Regions from separate parts of the Mus musculus genome. Here regions 2, 3, 4 and 5 are each linked to region 1. The links are chromatin contacts, called in public HiCAR-type and promoter capture Hi-C maps. All regions are on one chromosome and are shown on one strand. Each heading gives the region's core, a stretch centred on a gene start, on an enhancer-like site or on the middle of the called end of the contact. The rest is flanking DNA. Distances are from core to core; before and after follow the strand shown.

The links. Promoter capture Hi-C pulls out the DNA fragments that hold promoters and counts their contacts. HiCAR-type assays count read pairs that join an accessible place to other places. Capture Hi-C pulls out chosen DNA fragments and counts their contacts.
Region 2: a promoter capture Hi-C map of liver shows a contact between it and region 1, with 4 times the contacts expected there. The contact joins the promoter of Plekhg2 here to the promoter of Alkbh6 in region 1. A contact is called at or near these places in 2 of 39 promoter capture datasets (cranial neural crest and second pharyngeal arch cranial neural crest), 1 of 484 Hi-C or Micro-C datasets (B cells), 4 of 115 datasets of contacts at active chromatin or transcription factors (astrocytes, bone marrow-derived dendritic cells, embryonic forebrain and 1 more) and 1 of 9 other capture datasets (liver).
Region 3: a contact with region 1 is called in a HiCAR-type map of astrocytes, with 2.7 times the contacts expected there. The contact joins the promoter of Sirt2 here to the promoter of Alkbh6 in region 1.
Region 4: a contact with region 1 is called in a promoter capture Hi-C map of cranial neural crest. The contact joins the promoter of Eif3k here to the promoter of Alkbh6 in region 1. A contact is called at or near these places in 2 of 39 promoter capture datasets (cranial neural crest and liver), 1 of 115 datasets of contacts at active chromatin or transcription factors (large pre-B cells) and 1 of 9 other capture datasets (liver).
Region 5: a promoter capture Hi-C map of hematopoietic stem and progenitor cells shows a contact between it and region 1. The contact joins the promoter of Kcnk6 here to the promoter of Alkbh6 in region 1.

The regions. Positions count from the first base shown.
Region 1 is chr7:30,307,310-30,310,261 of GRCm38.p6, reverse strand. It overlaps Alkbh6 (alkB homolog 6), which reads right to left and starts at 1,509. Exons shown (of 7, transcript NM_198027.3): 1 at 1,428-1,509; 2 at 703-781; 3 at 208-276. The coding sequence starts at 756. Clip3 (CAP-GLY domain containing linker protein 3) reads right to left here. Exons shown (of 14, transcript NM_001360763.1): 14 at 1,895-2,952.
Region 2 is chr7:28,371,135-28,374,086 of GRCm38.p6, reverse strand. It overlaps Plekhg2 (pleckstrin homology domain containing, family G (with RhoGef domain) member 2), which reads left to right and starts at 1,425. Exons shown (of 19, transcript NM_138752.2): 1 at 1,425-2,227; 2 at 2,842-2,952. The coding sequence starts at 2,864. n-TIaat16 (a tRNA gene) reads right to left here and starts at 1,088; the gene lies at 994-1,088.
Region 3 is chr7:28,765,210-28,768,161 of GRCm38.p6, reverse strand. It overlaps Sirt2 (sirtuin 2), which reads right to left and starts at 1,410. Exons shown (of 16, transcript NM_022432.4): 1 at 1,295-1,410; 2 at 484-530. The coding sequence starts at 1,310. It overlaps Nfkbib (nuclear factor of kappa light polypeptide gene enhancer in B cells inhibitor, beta), which reads left to right and starts at 1,518. Exons shown (of 6, transcript NM_001306222.1): 1 at 1,518-1,918. The coding sequence starts at 1,740.
Region 4 is chr7:28,980,463-28,983,414 of GRCm38.p6, reverse strand. It overlaps Eif3k (eukaryotic translation initiation factor 3, subunit K), which reads left to right and starts at 1,527. Exons shown (of 8, transcript NM_028659.3): 1 at 1,527-1,741; 2 at 2,873-2,952. The coding sequence starts at 1,683. It overlaps Map4k1 (mitogen-activated protein kinase kinase kinase kinase 1), which reads right to left and starts at 561. Exons shown (of 32, transcript NM_008279.2): 1 at 361-561; 2 at 143-200; 3 at 1-25. The coding sequence starts at 459.
Region 5 is chr7:29,230,994-29,233,945 of GRCm38.p6, reverse strand. It overlaps Kcnk6 (potassium inwardly-rectifying channel, subfamily K, member 6), which reads left to right and starts at 1,424. Exons shown (of 3, transcript NM_001033525.3): 1 at 1,424-1,784. The coding sequence starts at 1,463.

The sequences.
Region 1 (2,952 bases), core at 260-2,759:
CAAGAAGAGGGTGGGCACGAACACCCATGCGAAGGGGAAGTAGGAAGAGGTGAGCAACGTGCTGGCAGCCATGAGGAAAGCAGCAGCCAAGAAGGACGGATGACCCCTCCCCCAATAAACGTTTATGTTTATGTCATGTGACCACAGAAACAAACACACATACACAAACACACACGCTAAAAATGAGCGAGAGAGAGAAAGAGGTACCTGTCGAAGCAAATATTCCTCTTCTTCCTTGGAGATGAAGTCAGGGACATAGTAGATTAGAGGTGGCGCCTATAAAATTAAGAACTACCGTTGGGACAGTGGTTCTCAACCTGTGGGTCGCGACCCCCTGCTGACCATCACGAAGTACAGACCTTTACATTATGATTCATAAAATAGTTATGAAGTAGCAACAAAGATAATTTTATAGTGGAGGGGAGAATCACCACAACATGAGGAACTATATTAAAGGGTCCCAGCGCTAGCAAGGTTAAGAACAGCTTTGCCCAACACAGGGATCCTATCGTGACTGGGCAACCTTTCCCTTTGGAGAGAGACTTGGGATGGCCTATGAAACTGCATATTGGAAGTGGGGCAGCCGGCTATACTCTGAGGAGAGCTGGGGCAGTCCAACCAAGAGACCCAGGAATGAGTCTGTCACTCCACCCACCTCACACCCATCGTTCCCACATTCCTCTACACCCCAGCCTTTTCAACCTGTTCCACCCTGAAAGGTTCCAGTGCTGGGACCCTGGCGTCCTGCTCCTCCATGGATACCAACTCCTTGTGCGCCGTCCTGTGGGGAGGAGGAAGTCACTAAGCCTCCTATCTTCAAGCTGTGACCAGCCTTCCTTCCAGCCCATTAGGGGCCAGACCCTACCCTCAGACTTCCTATAAACTCCAATCTTCAACGCTGGAGTCTTCAGTTTCTCAAAGCCACCCGAAGATCACTCCCCGTCCCGCGACCCCCATTTCCCAGCCCGGATATCAGCAGTCAGTAAAATCCTCCATCGCTCTGTCCACCGTTGCCCACCAAAGTATACGTGAATCTTCTTCCCAAGCATCACAGAGAACGCGCCCACACATGAAGCCTCTCTCGAATGCAATCGTAAGCACAGGTCCCTCCGAGCCTAAAGACCCTCCCTCCTCTCACCTCGGCTCCTTCACATCTCCCATTCTGAGCTTTCTCAGACTTGTCCACTCCCAGCTTCCTCTTATCTCCCCACTCAGAACCCACTTCAGCACCCTCAGATCTGAGCCAGATTGCCAAAGTTTCTTCCCCTGTAGAACCTCTCAGACCCTGAGTGTCAGGATTCCACACTGAGCCCCCTAGAGCTCTCACCCTGAGTCGCCTTAGACCTCCACATTCAGTCCTTTGGACACTCACTCCTACCGCTCCCCCCGTCCCCAAGACTCCCCTCTCTCCCCAAAATAAATCTGACCGTCTACAGCGTCTTCTCGGATATCCAGACTCAACGCGCGCATCCTCGCACGCCCCCCCTGCCACTTCCGCCAAGCATTACTGACGCAGGAAGGTTTAGACCACTGGGCATACTCAGAGAACCTAAGGGCCCGCCCTCCAGCCTATCCACGCTCTCACTCAGCATCCGCCATCCTCGCTCAGGCATAGGTTGTGTCCTAAACTCAGGCGGGACTTCGCCTGGTTCCTACCAATCAGTACTCCAGAACCTAACAGACCTGCGTGTCCTTGTGGACTCAGTTGAGACCCACAGCGAGGGCGACTGCAGGAAAGGAGCGTGAAGGGCTTAGCCTTCTGCAGGTCAAGTTGTAAGTCCTATGTCACTGACACAGGGACAGGACATTAAACAAACAAACAAACCTTCTGCCATTCTTACCCAGCAAGGGCACAGGGTCAATGCAGTAACCCCCCAGTGACCTGACACAAGAAGGCCATAGAAACGTCTTTATTGAAGAGGACAGGAGTCATGCTGATTTTAGGGACATGCAGTGAAGGGGCAGTCGTGAGCTGTCCTTGGTGGTCAGGGCCCCAGGTCTGCTCTGGACCTATGGGGCCCTCAGGTTCTCCCGCAGGCTGTTGGTCTGGCCCAGGAGCTGTGAAGTCCTTTGGGGCCAATGACTCAGATTTAGTGTCTTGGACCTGTGACCGGAAGGTAGATTGAAGTAGGGACTCCATGACTTGGGGTCCTGTTAGAGCCCTGGGGCCCTGCACATATTAGTAATCAGAGATTTGGGACTTGGGGGTTCCCTTGAAGCTGGGGCCCATGGAATTTGGAGGTTGAGAGATTAGATGATCCATGGACTAAGAGTATTAGAGTCCTCTATCCTTGTTCCAAAGATGGGACTTCCTGTTTGGGGTCTCCTGGTGCCTGGGAGTCAGGTTTGAGATGCCCTGAGAGCCTGGCAACAGGGTCCTTCCTCCCAGTCCTTAGGACCTTGTAGTTGGGGTTTCCTGAGGGCTTGGGATTGGGGTCTTAAGTTTGGGATTCCCTGGGGATTTGAAGATTCTGTTACTTGGGTAGGGAAGTCCTGGGAATTAGAAATTTGGGGTCTTCTAGAGATCGTGGGGCTTGGAGGGATGGGAAATTTGGGGACATATATAATATATATTCTCTCTGGAATTTGAACTCCCCAGAGTTCTAGAATGGGGCCTCCAAATTTGGGGATTTCCCCCCAAAGGGGGGAAGTTATCACTTTAAAAAATAGAGAATTTTCTGGGAGCCTTGGCCAGCACAGGGACTGTGGGCCATGTGGGGTGGGCTTCATACAAGGCACTGGGGGTTTCTCAGGGTACAGAGGGCAGGAAGACTTGCTGTCCTGTAATTCATGCTTCCAGGACGGTTTTGGTGTTTGTAAATTGGGGTGAGTGGGCCGACTAAGTGGGTGTCTTGTTCAGGGGTGAGAACAGGGACTTAAGTGAATGGGGGGCATCTCTGATAAGGAGAGTAGAATATAAGGGCTTTCTGGTGACCTTGGGGTCACAACATT
Region 2 (2,952 bases), core at 176-2,675, 1.9 Mb after region 1:
CTTCCCCTCCTCCAGGTGTCTGTCTGTTCAAAGATCTCCCCTGGGGCCGGAGAGATGGATCAGCAGTTAAGAACACTGGCGGCTCTGACAGAGCACCTGGTTTGATTCCCTGCACCATAACCCTCTGAAACTGCAGTTCCAGGGGATCTGCCGCCCTCCTCCAGTCTCTTTGGACACCAAGCATGAACATGGTACACAGACACACTTGCAGGCCAAACACCCATACACATAAAATAAAAACAGTCCATCCATGACAGCTATGATAATCTGCATCCCACCCTACTTATCCATACTTATCAGTAGCTAATCTAACGATACAGTTACACTCCCAGATGGTGAGGGAGCCAGGAGTTTAGGCCAGTCTGGGTAACATAGGGAAAGTCAAATTTTAAAAAAAAGTACTTAATTCGTAGACTTTCAGTACTCAGTCTCCTTAGTAAAAAGTCAAGTCCTCAGAGACAGAGGATACAGTTCCTAGTGAGTGGTCAGTAAAAAAAAAAAAAAAAAAAAAAAAAATCTGTTCAGAAACCTGTAGAAGACAAATATCCATAAAGAGTGTGTTGTAAGCATCCATCCATCCCTGGGATCTGAGATTTGGATTTTATCTGACGCCCAGGCCATCTAATAAGAGACGTTATTGCCCTCTGGCGACCAGAATAGAAACTGCAACTTTGGGACTGTTCCACAGACCATTGCAAAAAATTCACAAAGAAATGTTCATTCTTCAAAAATTCTGTAGTTTCCGGGTACAGTGACGCACGTCTTTAATACCAGTACTAGGGAGGCAGAGGCAGAGGCAGAGGCAGTGGCAGGCGCTCTCTGTGAGTTCGAGGCCAGCCCGGTCTACATAATGACTTCCAGACCAGCCAGAGAGTTACATGGTGAGACCCTGTCTCAAACAAGCCAAAACATTTGATTGAAATTATAAAATGTGAAGACTTCTAAACTGATGAGAGAACACCAGAAAAGAGGTAGATGAGTTAAAAAAAGAAGTGCTCCAGGTGAGGATCGAACTCACAACCTCGGCATCGCTTACGCCTAGCACTGACATATAAGTACCGCGCGCTAACCGATTGCGCCACTGGAGCTCCGGCCGCACCCTCGCGCCACAAAGTCCTTCAGTCAGTTGTAGTCGCAGGACTTTGTTGAACGGCTCGGCCCAACATTGCATATGCAAATATAAAGCCCGCCGATCGACCAATAAGAACAAGAGTGTGAGACTATTCCAGATTCTCACGCCTCCTGGGCCCTTGCTGTAAAAGGTAAAAAGTCCTCCCGGCTCTAGGCTCTTGGAATGTGGGCGGTGACTCGCCGTTGGAACCGCTTGCTTGCAATTATTCAGAGTAGGGGGCGGGGATTTTAAAAGCCTTTACGGGAGGGCGTGCCGGAAGGCGGCCCCTCCCCCCAGCAGGCGGGAACAGGATGTGAGCCGCGGCGGCGGCAAAGGGGAGGAGAAGCCTTGGGCGGCCGCCCCCCGCCCCACATCTGGGACCCGACTCTCCCCGCCCCAGATGCGGCGTTGCCGCTGCCCCCAGAGCCCCAGGACACTCATCCCGGAGCCCGAGGCGTTCATAGTCTTGGGCCCAGGCGTCCGGGAACTCTGTCCCGCGTTTTAAGAGACCCGCAAGTCCCGGCTCCCGCAGAGGGGCCGGGACCTCTGATGTCCAGCGCCCCCTCCTGGAGGAGCCCGGGGCTCGGGAAGTCAGCCCCGAGGCTGGAGGCCCGTCCCGTACCCGGCTTCGAAGACCGTAGGATCTGTGGCCGTGCATCCTTCCCACGGGGTCCCAACTCTGAGTCCAAGACCCCCTCCTGGAGCCACTTGGGGACAGGACCTCGCGCCTCGACTTAGGGCTGCAGCATCCATCACCTCCAGGAGACCGAGGAGTTAGCCAGTCCTTGCGGTCCCTCCCGGAGGTGACTTCACTCCTGCCCCTCGGGTTCTGGAAACTCTGGAATCCCGGTGCTCCCGACAACACACAGCCCTACCTAGAAGACTGAGGAGTTTGGGTCCCCAGCGCCCTGGTCTGAGACTCGAGTAGAGGGTTGCAGCATCTTCTATTTAGAACACCGAGACTTCGGACTCCGGATCCCAACTCTCCCCGGATTCTGGAGTCCGAGAACCCCAAGTTCACGACCTTAAGTCTGGGTTGTGAGCCTCCCCAGGGATCGCGCGTTACGGTCCAGACGCGCGGGACTCCCGACCCCAAGGCCCGTGGCTCCCCGGGAGGTGAGGGGAGCGAGGGGCCCGGGGCTGGGGGAGGGGGCGGCGCCGAAGCGGAACAATGAGGGGGCGTGCCGGCGGGGGGTAGCGGAGGCGCCGGCTGGAGTTGGGGGCTGCAACTGCACAGGGGAGAATCCAACGGTGGGGACCGCGGTTGGGGCGCCGAGGGACCGACTGGAGCTGGGTGGAGGACTCGGGGCCAGCGCCCCAGTACGCCGTCTTGGGCGGGGTAAGGAACAGTCTGTAGGACCCTGGCATCCGGTCCCCCAGCCTCCGCCCTCCCCTGGGACCCCGCGGCCTCTCCCGCCCACGGTTTTTCCCAGCCCTGCCCCTCGCCCTCAGCTTCAGCCTGAGCCTGAGAGTTCCCAGGATCCCTGAGCCTTGGGAGGGGGGCCCCCAGACAGATGGGACTTGCAGACTCAGGCACTTTTGCTGTCTTCGTTCTTTGTCTCAACCTTTTTCCATCTTTGGCTTGTATTCTCAGCCCCTTCTTCCTGTCACTTTGTATCTTCTTGGGGCCCCTCCTTGAGTTTAGATCAGCTTCCAGCACCCTATCTGTGAGTAGGAGCGGCCGAGAGACCGGTGAAGTCTAGTTCCCAAGAAGTGGGTCTCTTCTGTAGGTCGGAGTTGTGCCACTCAATCATGCCCGAGGGAGCCCGGGGATTGAGCCTGCCCAAACCCAGCCTTAGGCTCGGGTGTGGCCACCAAGGTGAAGTTTGCGACTGCGCAGC
Region 3 (2,952 bases), core at 161-2,660, 1.5 Mb after region 1:
CTCACCATATGGCCCAAGCTGCCTCTCCTTTCTCCATCCTCCTACCTCACTTCCCCCCTCCCCTGCCCCCCCCCATGTGCTGGCATTACAGGGGGCTGGCACCACACCCAGCTTCGATACTTTTATAACGTGCCCTATAGGGTCCTTTCCCCCACCTCATAGGATCTGAGTTTGCGGATTGAACTGGAAAACCGTCTCTTTCAGGTCCAGCACAAATGAGGTTCAGAAGGGGCTGAGGATGGGATGGGCAACAGTAGGAAACGAGGACGATATGGAAGGGAACCAGGGGTTGAGGCTATACATTTTCCTTGACAGTCCCAAGAAGCCACCATTCTCCCAGGAGATTGTACTAATCCCCAGATGGGCTTGGGGATCAGGGCCATAAGCCAAGGGCCCTTGGGTAAAAGCCTTCCCTTGCCACCTCCCCCCAGTGCGGCACGTGGAACCAAGTCTCTCCTTCCCTCCACCCCTTCCCCATCTCACCTGAGCCTCCTGCACCTTCCCTGCCTGGGTCTCCAGAGGGTCAGAGGCTGGGGAGGAGGGGAGCAGACGTGGTTACAGTGCGGGGAAAGAGTTAAGCAGAAGGGCTCACAATGGTGGAGGACAAGAGGACCCACCAACCTAATTATTTCAGAGTCAGGGATGGTAGTAAAACTATCGGAGATGGGAAAAGGCATATTTTAGAGTGGAGGTATGTGTGACGTGAAAAGGCTGAGGAGGGGAATCTTTAGGAGGAGAAAGCAGGCGAGACTGGACTGAAGGAAGGTTTCAGAGTTAAGCAGGATATGGTAGCATGTGCGAGTCGAGAGAATGAGGGAGGGCTAAGTTTTTCAAGAGACGTAAGTAGGGATACTTCTGCTGAGAGTTGAGTGTGGGAGAGGAGATGCAGTGAAGGTAGGAGGTTTAGGAGAGGCACAAGAACTGAAGGAATGAGATAGTAAGGGGCCACAGGGGTCCCCGGAACCCATCCTACAGTTGCCCTTAACAACAGACAACCTTAGCAACCGGGATAGTGGTAACTTTGGTCCTTAGCAACGAGGGTCCTCAGCAGCCAAAGTACGAGAAATGCGATCATTAAGAACTTGACAATCGGACCCTTACATTTCACAATCCAGAAACCAACCAACCTAGTAATACGGACCACTTAGCAACACCCCTCCGAATCCCACTCCCTTCAGGTAGATCCTGTCTCCCGCCCCACCGAGCCTACCCTCGGGCCCCGGGGCCTGCAGCCCAAAGCCAGGCCCCGGCGCGGCCCGACCCTCCCACCCTCCCAACAGGGCCCCTAACTCACGGTCCGGCTCGGCCATGGGAACGGGGTGGGGGCCCTCGGGACTGTCACCGACTGCTCTGTCCCGTGACGGCAGCGGAAACAAGAAGAGGCCGAGATAGGATAGAGAACTACAACTCCCGGCAGGCAATGCGATCCCCATAACCGCTTTCGTACAATGTGCCTCTCATGTTATCAAACTACAAATCCCAAAAAGCCTGGCGCCGGCGGCCATATTGATAAAGGGCGTCTGGAAAATGTGGGGAAACTCAGCGAGCGAATGTCCACCTCATTTTTCTGATTGGCTGTGGTGCAGTACAGGGGCGGGGTGTAGCTATTTAAAACATTTTGATTGGGTATATGAGGGGGCGTGTTGGGGAATTCCCGATAGGGCGGAAGCACTGGAGCTCATCGCAGAGCCCAGCGACAGGCAGGCGACCACAGGGGGCCACCCGAGGTGGCTGGGGCCATGGCCGGGGTCGCGTGCTTGGGGAAAACTGCGGATGCCGATGAATGGTGCGACAGCGGCCTGGGCTCTCTAGGTCCCGACGCAGCGGCTCCCGGAGGACCAGGTCTGGGCGCAGAGCTTGGCCCAGAGCTGTCGTGGGCGCCCTTAGTCTTTGGCTACGTCACTGAGGATGGGGACACGTGAGTAAACCTTAAATTACTAGACTGAGCCCTGGGATCTTACCTGAGTCCCCTTTAGCCTACGATTCCTGTGACTTCGTATCGTCTCGTTCCTAACTCTTGATTTCCGATGCTGGACTTCCTGGCCCTTAACCCCCAAACACTAAATTGTGAGACTGGTACGCTTTCACACAGTCAAGTGTCTCACCTTTTTTGAACTCTATAAATTTGAGCTCCTGATCCCCAAATCGGATCTGAACCTTTCCGACCACTCTAGTTCCCACATCTTCTTACCTCTTACTTCCAGATGTAGTCTTTGGTCTTTGGCTATTCTTGTATAAGCCAGATTTTGATTTCAAAACTAGTTCTTGGCCCTGAGTCTCTGAAGCTGACACGTCCAGTATTGACCCTGCAGTTAAGAAATTGAGCTGGTGGGTGTCATGGCTCTCACAGCACTTGGAAGGCAAAGGCAGGTGGATCTCTGTGAATTTGAGGCCACCTGATTGAGTTCCCTGCCAGCCAGAGCTACATAAGATGTAGAAACTCTATTCTATGAGGCTAGATTCATCTGTTAGCCAAATGCTTCTCCCAAACTACCACCTTCCAATCCCTGGTTTTAGTTTAGCTGAGTGTGATGGTACACACTTGTCATTCTGGCACTCGAGGGGCTGAGGCAGGAGGATCACTAGTCCGAGGACAGCCTGGAAGGACCCAGTATCAAAAAGGAGGGAAGAGGAAAAGGAGGAGAGGGTGACTGAAAAAAGGTTAAAGAGTAGGAAATGTTGATTAGTAGATAAGCTGGGGAGAAGGGATGGTTGTGGTGACGGCGTGCATTAAGGGATTGTACCCGGGATTTTCTTGTCCTTTGTGCTTATTGCGTATGCCCAGTGACTCAGTGCCTGACCCATGAGGGGAACCCAACAAACACTCATCTTAAAGAGCCAGGAGTAGTTGCCTTAGTTTTCACTTTCTACTTTGTTGGTTCCTGTTCCTTTATTATTTCCCTCTGGTTACTTTGGGTCTGGTTTTTGTGCTTTCTTTATCCTCCCCCTTCC
Region 4 (2,952 bases), core at 278-2,777, 1.3 Mb after region 1:
TTCTGAAGGGTGGCGACGTCATCATCTGTGGGGAGGGGCCGGAGAGCGAAGGTGGGCTACAAGCGGGGGCTTACAGAAATGTCCCTGTATCCCAGGAAGGAAAGGGCGGGGATGGGGAAGAAGTTTCTGGGGGTGCTCTCACCAGGCTCCATCTTCACCATCTTCAAAGCCACCAGGTCCTTAGACACCTTGTCGCGAGCCTTGTAAAGGGGAAGTTGGTCATCAGGCAGACTCCATAGCTTGCCATCCTCAGCATCTCTGAACCAAGGCCAAGGCCTGGCATTCTCTTACACTCCTGCTTGCCAGCCTCTCCCCAACTATCCCAGGGTTGTGGTGGAGGAGACAGAAGGGCTTTCTCACCTTGAATACTTCTCCATAAGTTCCACCACCCAGTCGTTGCAGTAGATCATAGTGTTCTCGAGGGTCCTTATTAAAAATGTCGGGGTCCACAAGGGCCATTCCTGGAGGCCGGGGCTGGGCCAGTGCCCAGGGGGCCAACAGGGCCTCAGGGTTCAAGCTTTGGTATTACCTTCTGTCTCCACACAAGTCCTGGGCCCGCCTTGACTCTGTGGGCTGTGGCCTTCCCCCTCCCCACTCTCGCTTCCTGCCCCAGCTGCAGGGCTGTGCAGAGGGCTGCACAGAGGGCTCCACCCCCGTCCCCTGGGTTCTGAGAGTTTGATCGCCTTGGGACCCATGGGACTCCCCTTTACCCACTGAAGGACACTATGTAAATAAGATGCAAAAGTTCTTAAATGCAACCTGGGGCTGACCTAGCACCCTCTCCCCAACACTCTATTTTGGGAGGAGTCATAGGTTACGGTTGAACCTCTGCTGGGTTCTTGAAGATCTGGAATCAAGCCAGAGGTTGCAGGTCTGCACAAAGCTGGCTAGGTTTCACAGAAGACCTGTTTACTCGTGACACATGCATGTGACTTAAGTGACAGCTGAGCTCAGGGCACCTGCCCGCATGGCACATGTCTGTGCAACGCTTCAAACGTGTAGGGAATCTGTGGCAGACGTGGAACACTTGTTAGTAGCCCCTACGCAGAGCCGATGGAGACTACAGGTGTCTTTTGCCTTCCCGGCCTCCTAACAGCACTGTAGCAGTACGGAACCGAGTGGGGACCAGCGAGGAAGTGAAGATACATACAAGATGCTGTCTCAGGCACCCAAGTCGGAGACAAGAAGGGCTTCAGAGAGCATCTCCCACCCGACTAAACTCAAAGAAAAGGAAACAGCAACCCTTCACGGGGCTAAACGCTTAAGGCTACGCATGCGTAGAGAAAATAAAGTCTCCTTTCCCCGTACAACTCCAGCGCACGCGCGTCAGAAGCTTAAGTACTAAGTTTGCGCGGCCCGGGAAAAGCTTAGCCCGCCTCCTGGCGCCTGCGTAGTAAGGCAGACTAAACCTTTTCTCACGCTATTGGTCTCTTTTAAGTGAGCTCATTGCGCATGCGCAAGTTACAACTGCTGGAAGGAAATCACGTGGTAGACAAAAAAAAAAAAAAAAAAAAACAACCGGCGCTGGTGCTGAAAGCGCCTTTCCCTTTGCCTTCCTTGTAGGAGCTGGAGGGAGGGTGTGACGCAGGTTCCGCTTCCTACACCTCTCTTCCGGTCCTCTAGTGCTAAGCACCGTGCCTGGTGTTCGACTCCAGCTGAGGCTGCCGAAGGCAACAGTGATCATGGCGATGTTTGAGCAGATGAGAGCGAACGTGGGCAAGTTGCTCAAGGGTATCGACAGGTCTGAATTCCGCTGAAGGGCGCTCTCTGGCCAAGCGGGGTGGAGAAGACGGGGAGCCAGCCAGGGGTGGCCAGGGCTCCACGCTCCTCCAGAGATGGAGTTTCTCCAAGTTTCTCTCCGTCCCTCAACTTTACCTTTTCTGCTGCCACAGACTCCCGGTGTCTTTTAGTCTCTTCCTTCTCTGTCCTTGTGGACCATCCTACATAGTGTTTTCTGATGTCTATTTGGCCAGTGGGGACCGGAGGTGATGGAAACGGGAACCGGTCCTGCGTTCCTGGACTTAGGTTCCCATTCCATCCTGGCGACAACCCCATTCAGCAGATAGTGACAATAAGGAGCGATCAGGGCCTGGTCAGGTCAAGCCACGTATTGAGATAGGCAGGAGAGGATGGAACTGGGTCAGAACGGGATCGAAGAGAAGGTGTTCAGGAAAACATACGGGCTGCAGAGACTGACTGAGGTTGGAGGCATCCTAGACATGACCAGGGGCTCAAGTAGGGCTAGCTAGAGGCCCATGTTAGGAAAAACATTTACTGGATGTTGTACAGTTAATTGATCAGCTATCTGGGTAGTTCCAGTGGGTGGGACTAACTTATTTATTTTAAGATCGAATGAATGTAATAAAGCTTCCTACAGATTTATTTAAAAAGAAAATAGCAAAGTGAGGAATATCCCATGGCCAGAATAAAAGCTGTAGGAAGAAGAGAGTGATTTCAGGTTAACAAATTACAGTGGTCCCTAAGGACTAGCCTCTGTTCTTCTCTTTGTTTACTCATGTCTGTCTGTGTAGTTATCTCCCTATCTTCCCCCCCCCTTTTTTTGTTTGTTTGTTTGTTTGTTTTTTGAGACAGGGTTTCTCTGTGTAGCCCTGGCTGTCCTGGAACTCACTCTGTAGACTAGGCTGGTCTCGAACTCAGAAATCCGCCTGCCTCTGCCTCCCAAGTGCTGGGACTAAAGGCGTGCGCCACCACTGCTCGGCTCCCTTTTTCCTTTTGAGACAGGTTTTCACTATTAATTGCAGACTAGCTTCAAACTTGCAATCCTCCTGTCCTGCCTCAGCCTCCTAGGTGCTGGGATGAAAGGCATGTAACCACTGTGCCAGGCTGTTCACCCATCTTGATGCTCTTCCAGGTACAATCCTGAGAACTTGGCTACCCTGGAGCGATATGTGGAGACACAAGCCAAAGAGAATGCCTATGATCTGGAGGCCA
Region 5 (2,952 bases), core at 175-2,674, 1.1 Mb after region 1:
CTGTCCCAAGAATTACCACAGTTTTATAAATAGAGCTTGTTGCGTGTATCAGAGCTGCGGTCTGGTTGTGGGAGGATTCTGGTCTGCCCTCCACACAGCAGTAAGGAGAGCACTGAGTCCACGTCATAGAGGGACGTGAGGGGACCTACAGGAGAAAAATAAGGGAAACCCTGCTTTCAGTTTTACCTATTAATTTACTATTGAGACAATGTCTCACTTTGTCACCCTGGCTGACCTGGAACTCCCTCTGTAGAGCAAGCTTCCCTCACAGAGCGATCCATCTGCCTCTGTCTCTGCCTCCCAAGTGCTGGGATTAAAGAAGTGAGCCACCCCCTAGGCTACTTACTAGTTTGTTGTTGGTTTTTGTTTTGTTTTGAGACGGGGCTTTGCTGCTCTACCTTTAACTTTTCTAATGTACGTAGGAACATCTCAGCCTCCAGGAAAAGGGAGTCCCTACCCTGGATATAGATATATACATATCTATATACATATCTATATCCAGGTCATCTGCAGAAGCAACTAATACTCTTAGCTATTCTCTCCAGCCACTCCACCACACCTTTTGAGACAGGTATTCACTAGGTAGCCCAGGTTGGCCTGGAGCCGGTGATGGCCCAGTCTATTGCTCAAATGTTAAGGTTATTATGTGCAAGCCACCACAACCACATCCGAAATTTATTTGCTCATTTTTGTGTGTGTTCTGTGTTTCTTGAGACTGTGTCCTACTATGTAGCCCTGGAACTTACTATGTACACAGGCTGGCTTGAACTCAGAAATATAGCTGCCTCTGCCTCCTGAGTGCTGGATAAAAGGGGTGCGCCACCATGAAAGTAAGCAATGTATTGTTTATTTATTGAGACAGAGGTCTTCCAACAATGCCCCCTGACTCCTGGTCAATTATTCCGAAATCGTAGGCCCCTCCCACCCACCCACAACTTATCCCACGTCTTAGTGCCTCAAGCAAACACTGGGTACAGTGCAGAGGCAGGCAGATTTCTAAGTTCCAGGCCATCCTGGTCTACAGAGTGAGACAGGACAGCCAGGGCTACACAGAGAAACCCTGTCTCGAGAAAAAAAAAAAAAAAAAAAAAAAGGTTACAAACAGAAAGCTCCCACTTCGGAGGAGAGTTTCAGATCTGAGTTAAGGAGTCGCGAGGAGGAGAGTTGCAAGGAACTTCAGGCAGGAAAGGACTCCGCAGCCCTTCCCATCCCATTTGACTCCCCGATCCCGGAGCGTCGAACTCCACCCTCCGGTGTCCCTGTACCTACACCAGGTGTTTGGGCGTGCCTCAGTTTCCCAGCGTCAGGGCGTTCCGCCAGCCCCGCTCCTCCCCCTTTTTCCTTTTCCTCTTCCTCTTCGGGGCGTCGGTGGCCGCGCCTGGAGCTCCCGGAACTAAAAGCGGACCTCGGGCGGTGGGCCGGCGGGGGCCACGTCAGCGGGTGTCGGGGCTGTACGGGCACCATGCGGCGGGGCGCGCTCCTGGCTAGCGCCCTGGCCGCCTACGCCGGGTACCTGGCGCTGGGCGCGCTGCTTGTGGCGCGGCTGGAGCGGCCTCACGAAGCCCGGCTGCGGGCAGAACTGGGGACCCTGCGGGAGCAGCTGCTACAGCACAGCCCGTGCGTGGCGGCTCACGCCCTGGATGCCTTCGTGGAGCGGGTGCTGGCGGCCGGACGGCTGGGGCGCGCAGCGCTCGCCAACGCCTCGGGAGCTGCCAACGCTTCGGACCCTGCGTGGGACTTCGCCTCGGCGCTCTTCTTCGCCAGCACGCTTGTCACCACCGTGGGTAAGTGAGTGCTATCCATCACCCAGTCCCAGATAGTGTCCGGACCCCTTAACATACACCTTCATCCCAATCGTCCTGGTGCTCTCAGAACAACCTCCATTCCCAACTGACCCACACTGGCCACAGCTGCCTCATTTGGAGAGCCCTCGTACTACACACCCCAGTTCCCTTGGAATACTTTCTCAGACAGCATCCCCTTTGGTGCCTTTTTGTTTGGTTTTGAGATAGCATGTACCTTTAGGCGCAGGTTGGCTTGGAATTTCATCCTCCTGTCTCAGCCTCCTAAATGCTGGGATTACAGGTGTGGGTCACCAGCCTGGCTCACTCTTGTCTTAATCCTAGGATTATCATAGATGATTGGCAAGGGCCTTGGTAGGGCTTTCCTTGGGTGTCTAACCTCGGGGGCTGTGTTACAATAGGGCTGGCACACCATCTCTTCCAGCCTTGTCTTCTGGCTCCAGATAGGTCCTTTCTGGAACAGCCCACTTTAACTTCCTCCTGAACTCAGTGCCCCAGTGAACTGTGAGTTGAACTCAGGCCTTCATGCATGCTAGTCAGTAATAGCAGGGCAACATTACTGGAGGTCTGTCTTCTAGGAAGAGACCTTAGCCTGACCTGAGACCGGTTCTAGGATCCCTTCCGCTTTGGGCACTCTCCAGCAAGATCCCTGGTCCGGGGACTAACAGACTGACTGAAGGTCCCCCCCTCCCCCCCTCTCCTGGACTTCCTACTCTAACACAGGGCTCCTCCACCCATCTTTACACCTCCCCTGAGTTGTTGGGATTCTCCCAATGTTTTCCACTCTAGACTCAGATTCCTGGATCAGCAGCTCCTACAGCGGGCTGTAAGAATGGCGCGAACCCAGAGCGTCCTCAAGGAAGAACCATTGGCTGATTGGCTGTCCCGCTTGAAATCCTCCAAGTTGAGACTCCTACCCCTAACTACCTCCAGCAAAACCTCTTGCTCTTTTCTTTTTTCTTTTTTTTCTTTTCTTTTTTTTTTCTCTTCTTTCTTTCTTTCTTTTTTTTTTTCTCTTGCCCTTTTCACACCAAGGACTGGTAGTGAGGGTCTCTTTCAGCTCAAGTGAGGAGGGCTGAGGTGTAGCTCGGTGGTAGAACACTTGCCTAGCATGCGTGAGATCCTGAGTTCAACCCTTAGTACTTCAAAA